2 separate regions of the Mus musculus genome follow, and region 1 is linked to region 2. A link is a contact called in public Hi-C data. All regions are on one chromosome and are shown on one strand. The core of a region is the stretch at or near the end of the contact, and the rest is flanking DNA. Distances in the headings are between cores, read along the strand shown.

Region 1 (2,700 bases), core at 162-2,661, 51 kb before region 2:
AGTGAAAGGTGGGGTTGGTGGCATGCCCCTGTAATCTGAGCCTTGGGTGGACTGAGACAGGTGAGTCCCTGAAGCTGAATGGCTGGCCATCTTAACTGCTTCCCCTTACTGAGAAACCTTGTCTCAAAAAAAAAAAAAAAAAAAAAAAAAAAAAAAAAAAAAAGAGGTAGAGAGCAACTAAAGAAAGCAATAACATCTGATGTTGACCTTAGCCATCTACACCCCTCTTCCCCCCACACACCATACACACATACCACACACACACACACCATACACACACACAAAATACACACACACATCACACACTACACACACACCATACACACACACATCACACACTACACACACACACATCACACACATACCATATACAGACCACACACACACATACCATACACACACACACTACACACACAACACACATCACATACACACCATACATACACACACACACATCACACACATACCATACATACACCACACACACACATACCATACACACATATACCACACACATCACACATCACACATCACATACCACACACACATACCACACTCACACCACACATACACCCACATACCTCACAGACTGACAAGAATGGAATGGTGATTGCTAGAGATGAGAGGGGAGAAGGGAGATGATGAAACTCGGTCAGTAGGTACCAAGGTATAACTAGAGTAAGAAGTACTGGTGTGCTGTTGTAGTAGGGTTACTGTAGAAAGAAAATATTGCTGCATACTTCAAAAAGGTATAAGAAATGATTTCTGAGTGTTTTACTATAAAATTGTAAATATTTGAGGAGTCATGTTTAAGTTGAGCTAAACATTTTACAATATATACATATATTGAAACATCACAGAGTTCCCCATAATGCATACAACGTGTATGGTTTCATGTACCAGTATGTACTTATATGGTTTTATATTTTATTAACAATAAATTTGCCTTAGAAAAGGAGAGTAAAGGGTGTATTGCAGTGGTAGAGCTCTGCCAAGAATATGCAAGGAAATGCGCCACATAGTACAAAACACCAGTTTGATCCCCAGTATCACACAAAAAAAGTATTTACAAAAAAGTTAATGCAAAATAATAACTGTATTACTAAAAAACACAATTATTCAAAACATACTTATGTGAAACAGAAACTTTTAGTTTAAACGTATTTTTAAGAACAACTATAACTTCAAAATATCTTTGGTTTTTATATTGTTTAATTTTAATTGTTAAATGTATTTATAGCTCAGGGAAATTTTTGAGTCAGTAACCACCATTCTAAAGCTTGCTTCTCTAATTGCAGTGCTAGAGGCCACCACAAGGGGGCATGCAAAACTGTTGTTTCCAGGAGTGCTTCTGAAGTCACTGAATCAGACTGTTGTCAGAGCTCAAATGACCCAAAGGTCATCAAACCCACACTTTTGAACATGAAACTGAAACTCAGAAAGAAACCTAGTTTGTCTGGTATCACATGGCTATCCATAAATAGGGACAGAGCAGGCACTGAACGTACAGCTCAGTGGTAGAATATAGGAGCTCTGGGCTCAGTATACACACACACACACACACACACACACACAATACCGCACTGTAAACAGAGATATCCTTGATGTCATTTGGTTTCTCTTGTCTAGCACCAATTCAGTTCCTCTTCAACAGCATCCCTTGGCAAACGTCTGCCATCTTTGATAAATATCTATCCTTCCAGCCCATAGAAGCCAAGAAACCTGGGGGAAGTTTCTTGAATGCCTTCCTGGAATAATAGATAATAAGTAACATTCTAGAGCCCAAAATAGCGTGTGCTCTTCCCACTGAATCAGTTTCAGCAAGGAAACCATCATTGTCACCATCGAATGCACACTCTGAGGGCACTGTAGCTTCTGTCTCTTTGCTTCAGGAGCTCCTTTCGATCACTGTTACTATTTGTCTATCTATGGTAGATAAGCAAACCCTGTGTGTATTGATGTTGAACAGTTTACTTTGACTCACTGTAGAAAGGATGGTCTAGGAGATGTGGAATATGCAATGTCTCATCAATTAAATTTTTTTTGTAGCTGGAACATTTAGAAATCTCACTAATCTTCAAATATACAATTTATTATGAACTGTAGCTACCATCATGTAGAACAGCTCTCCTACTTATTCCTTCTAACTGAAAAATCTATCTTGATTTACTAAATCTCCCCACTTAGGTTTTTACTCTAGGACTTGTCCATACACACAGCAAGACCCATGCATAGAATTGTTTTATAGCAGTGTTGTTCATAAAGAGACAACTGAACAGTTTAAGTGTTCACCATCAGTTGAGCGGGTACCTAAACGTGGTCTACTCACAGTGCTAAATACTATGGAGTAGCAAAGCTGAATGAATTATACTTTAGTGTATCAACGGTTGAAGAACTAACACCGTGAACAAGTTACACATAATCCCACATACATACACTGCAAGCCAGGCAGAACGGGGTAACAAATGCATAGTGGTACACATAAATAATTTTAAAAATTAGAAGTAAGGAATGATTAAACAAGTTTTAATGTCTTAGTTACCCAGAAAAGAAGGAAAGGGGCATCAAGCATAAAAGAAACGTTGAAGATACTGACAGTATTACTTTATAATTCTTAAGATGCATCGTAGAGACTTTTAAATTTTTAATTTTATGTTCTTGTTTTAATGCCACACACACTCCCATTGGACTACAAGAAAG
Region 2 (2,700 bases), core at 22-2,521:
GTTTCTCTGTGTAGCCCTGGCTGTCCTGGAACTCACTCTGTAGCCCAGGCTGGCCTTGAACTCAGAAATCCGCCTGCCTCTGCCTCCCAAGTGCTGGGATTAAAGGCGTGCACCACCACACCTGTCTTGGCCCTAGCCTTCTTATATGCCCTTTTTATGCCCGAAAAGACAAGCAAGACAGGAAACCAGAGCCATGTTGAAGATCAACTTAACTGACATTTATAAAATACTCTACACAATAACTGAACATACTTTATTACCAAAGCACAATTAACATTTACCACATCAGATGATACTCGGAAGCACGTGACAAGTTTTTTAAAAAATTATTTAAATGATTCAAATATAATTTATAAAGACTTTGCAAGTCAAGTGAAACGAAAACTCTTTATCGAAATAAGTGGGATTCAGTTAAGTTATTATTCATATAGTAAGTTATCAAACGACTCTAAGTATTATCACAGAAATGACCTCAGTTTGTGAATTAAGGTAGAAAAATTAAAAATTGAATAACTATTGAGTTCGAGGCCAGCCTGGTCTACAAAGTGAGTTCCAGGACAGCCAGGGCTATACAGAGAAACCCTGTCCCGACAAAACAAAAACAAAACAAAAACAAAAAAACAACCAAACTAAAAACAATGGGGGAAAAAAACCCAGAATAAATAACAAGAAAACCAAAAAGCAGTAAACAAATCATTACTTTCGGGATTGGGAACGGTCAGATTCTACGGGGACAAAACAGGGCTATTGTTTACAGATATTCATCAATAAATCAAGCAGTTTAGACAGTTTCACCAGATACTAAAGTTCTCTCAATGAGAAACAATGGTGGGTATTTGTTAGACAAGTGAGTGCGAGCTAGGGCAGGGTAATGTGTGGGTGGTTTTGGGGGCCTTAGAGGCATGATTTTGTCTCCAAGAAACTGTTTTTGTTTGTTTGTTGTTGAGGAGAACATCACCCACGATTTCATACTGATCTTTCCAGCAATGGGAAGGTTGGTTTTGGATATCTCCTGGAAGGCCCTCCATGGACAGAACAGGCCTCCTGGAAATGGCCAGCGGCACGTAACTTAGGAGGCGGCGCCAGCGGAGCGGGGTGGCCTACTGCCCTGCGGAAGGGCCGGGCTGTACCTTCCCTCGCCACCATCTCAGCAGCCGCCGCAGACTCCCTGGCTGGACCAGGGTGGGGCTGTGCGCCTGCGCAGCTCAGCAAACGCGCTCTCCAGTGTCGGCTGCCGGAAGTCTGACCTTTCGCTCCCGCTGATGATTCCTTTCCGGGGTCACGTTGATCTTCCGGGTCCTGTGACAGGGTTGTCTACGCCGCCTTTTCGGCGACTTTTTAGTCTTCCGCCTTTTTTTTTTTTTCCTCCCCCACCCCCCTTTCTTTTTGTTGTCGCCACCCCCAGCCTTCCACGGCCGCGCGGGCCTGGCCTTAGGCTCGTGACTCTCCGCCGCCCTGCCCGCCCGAGCTGGGCCTCGCTGCGCCGGGCCGCTGGCTGCTCCTACCTCTGCCTGCTCGGGCGGCAGCTCCGGCCTGGGAGCGTGTTGGCGGGCAGTGCCGCTGGGCCCCGCTCGGCCCTTCGGCGTGGACGCCGGTGAGTTTCAGGGCTTCGGTGGGGATGCACGAGTGCAGGCCCCGGTCCCCGGCCGGGCGCGTGAAACTTGGCTGAGACTGGCGCTGTGTTTTGCGCGGGAGAGCCTGGCGCTCCCCCGGAGCTCCCTGGATTAGGGGCGTTCCCAGGCCGCCGGACTTTGGGAAGAATGTTGGCCTTTCTCTGATCTGTCTTCTCGCTAGTTCTCATGTCGCCTCCCGCCCTCTCCTCACTCCCTAGACCGAAAGAGTAAGACTGTCTTGATACTCCCTCTTGGAGTTCCAAAAGGCAGTGGAGACCCAAGGTAAATGTCTAAATTAACGAACTCTTGTGGAAGGCATTTATCTCTGAGACAATTAAACAGCATGGAGTCATCTCAGTCAGGTCAGGACTGGCTGATGGTCGAATTCACTTTTCCTAGTCATATTTGTGGTTGGGCTCTCCTTTCTTTAACTGCTTAAGAACACAAGGGGCAATGTGTTTCCTGGTATCTGTGATTTAAGTTTCTTGTTTTGCCCTATTTGAGCGTTGTTTAAAGTAATTAGTTTGTTGATAAGAGGAAGAGGAAAAATTGTGCAGGTCAAACAGGATTGGAAATTTAACGTGTTTAGCGTATGGTTTTTGTGAAGTCACACTACCATCATAGTACATAGTTTAGTACTATAGGGCTTTGCTGTGTTAACAGCTATTAACACGGTTAATCTGTACTGATTAGTAACCTGTAATAGAAACACTGGTTGGTGTGAATTGCCCCAATTGTATGTGTTCGAGAAATACACAGACTCTGTGAAACTCTTAGATGGAATTTAATTTTTAATAAAAAGAATGCTCTGTTCAGAGCCTGAAGGTGGTTTTGACAGTGCATGCTGAGCAGGATCTGGGAGTTACACTTGTGTTGTAGAACAAAGAACTGATCCAAGACACTTAGAGTGCACACATAACTTGATTAAGCCATGCAGTTCTTGTAGGAAATTGCTACTTTCTCAGGAATCTTGGTGAAGAGACAGTTATGTAAACTTGAGTAGTCTATAACTTCTTGTTGAGATCAATTTGACTAAAGTTAATTCCAGTTGCAAATTAAGAGACCAAATACTGTTATCACTAGAAAT

Evidence for each region. Hi-C and Micro-C count contacts between places; a contact is called where the count stands out from the background.
Region 1: a Hi-C map of bone marrow-derived dendritic cells shows a contact between it and region 2, with 3 times the contacts expected there. The contact joins the enhancer-like site here to the promoter of Tent2 in region 2. A contact is called at or near these places in 9 of 39 promoter capture datasets (the 3T3-L1 cell line, 3T3-L1-derived adipocytes, the C10 cell line and 5 more), 38 of 484 Hi-C or Micro-C datasets (B cells, the C10 cell line, CD4 T cells and 22 more), 15 of 115 datasets of contacts at active chromatin or transcription factors (the HPC-7 cell line, the SCID.adh cell line, bone marrow-derived dendritic cells and 10 more) and 5 of 9 other capture datasets (adipose tissue, bone marrow-derived macrophages, liver and 2 more).

The regions. Positions count from the first base shown.
Region 1 is chr13:93,241,987-93,244,686 of GRCm38.p6, reverse strand. No RefSeq gene overlaps it. Among named protein-coding and RNA genes, the nearest start is that of Gm41020, 45 kb to the right of the region's middle. Within about 2 kb of position 1,411, at least 40 of the 459 cell types and tissues checked have an H3K27ac peak or open chromatin away from gene starts, as enhancers often do. A contact at or near this core is called in B cells, adipose tissue, bone marrow-derived dendritic cells and 5 more, where this site is marked.
Region 2 is chr13:93,190,988-93,193,687 of GRCm38.p6, reverse strand. Tent2 (terminal nucleotidyltransferase 2) reads left to right here and starts at 1,271. Exons shown (of 15, transcript NM_133905.3): 1 at 1,271-1,594.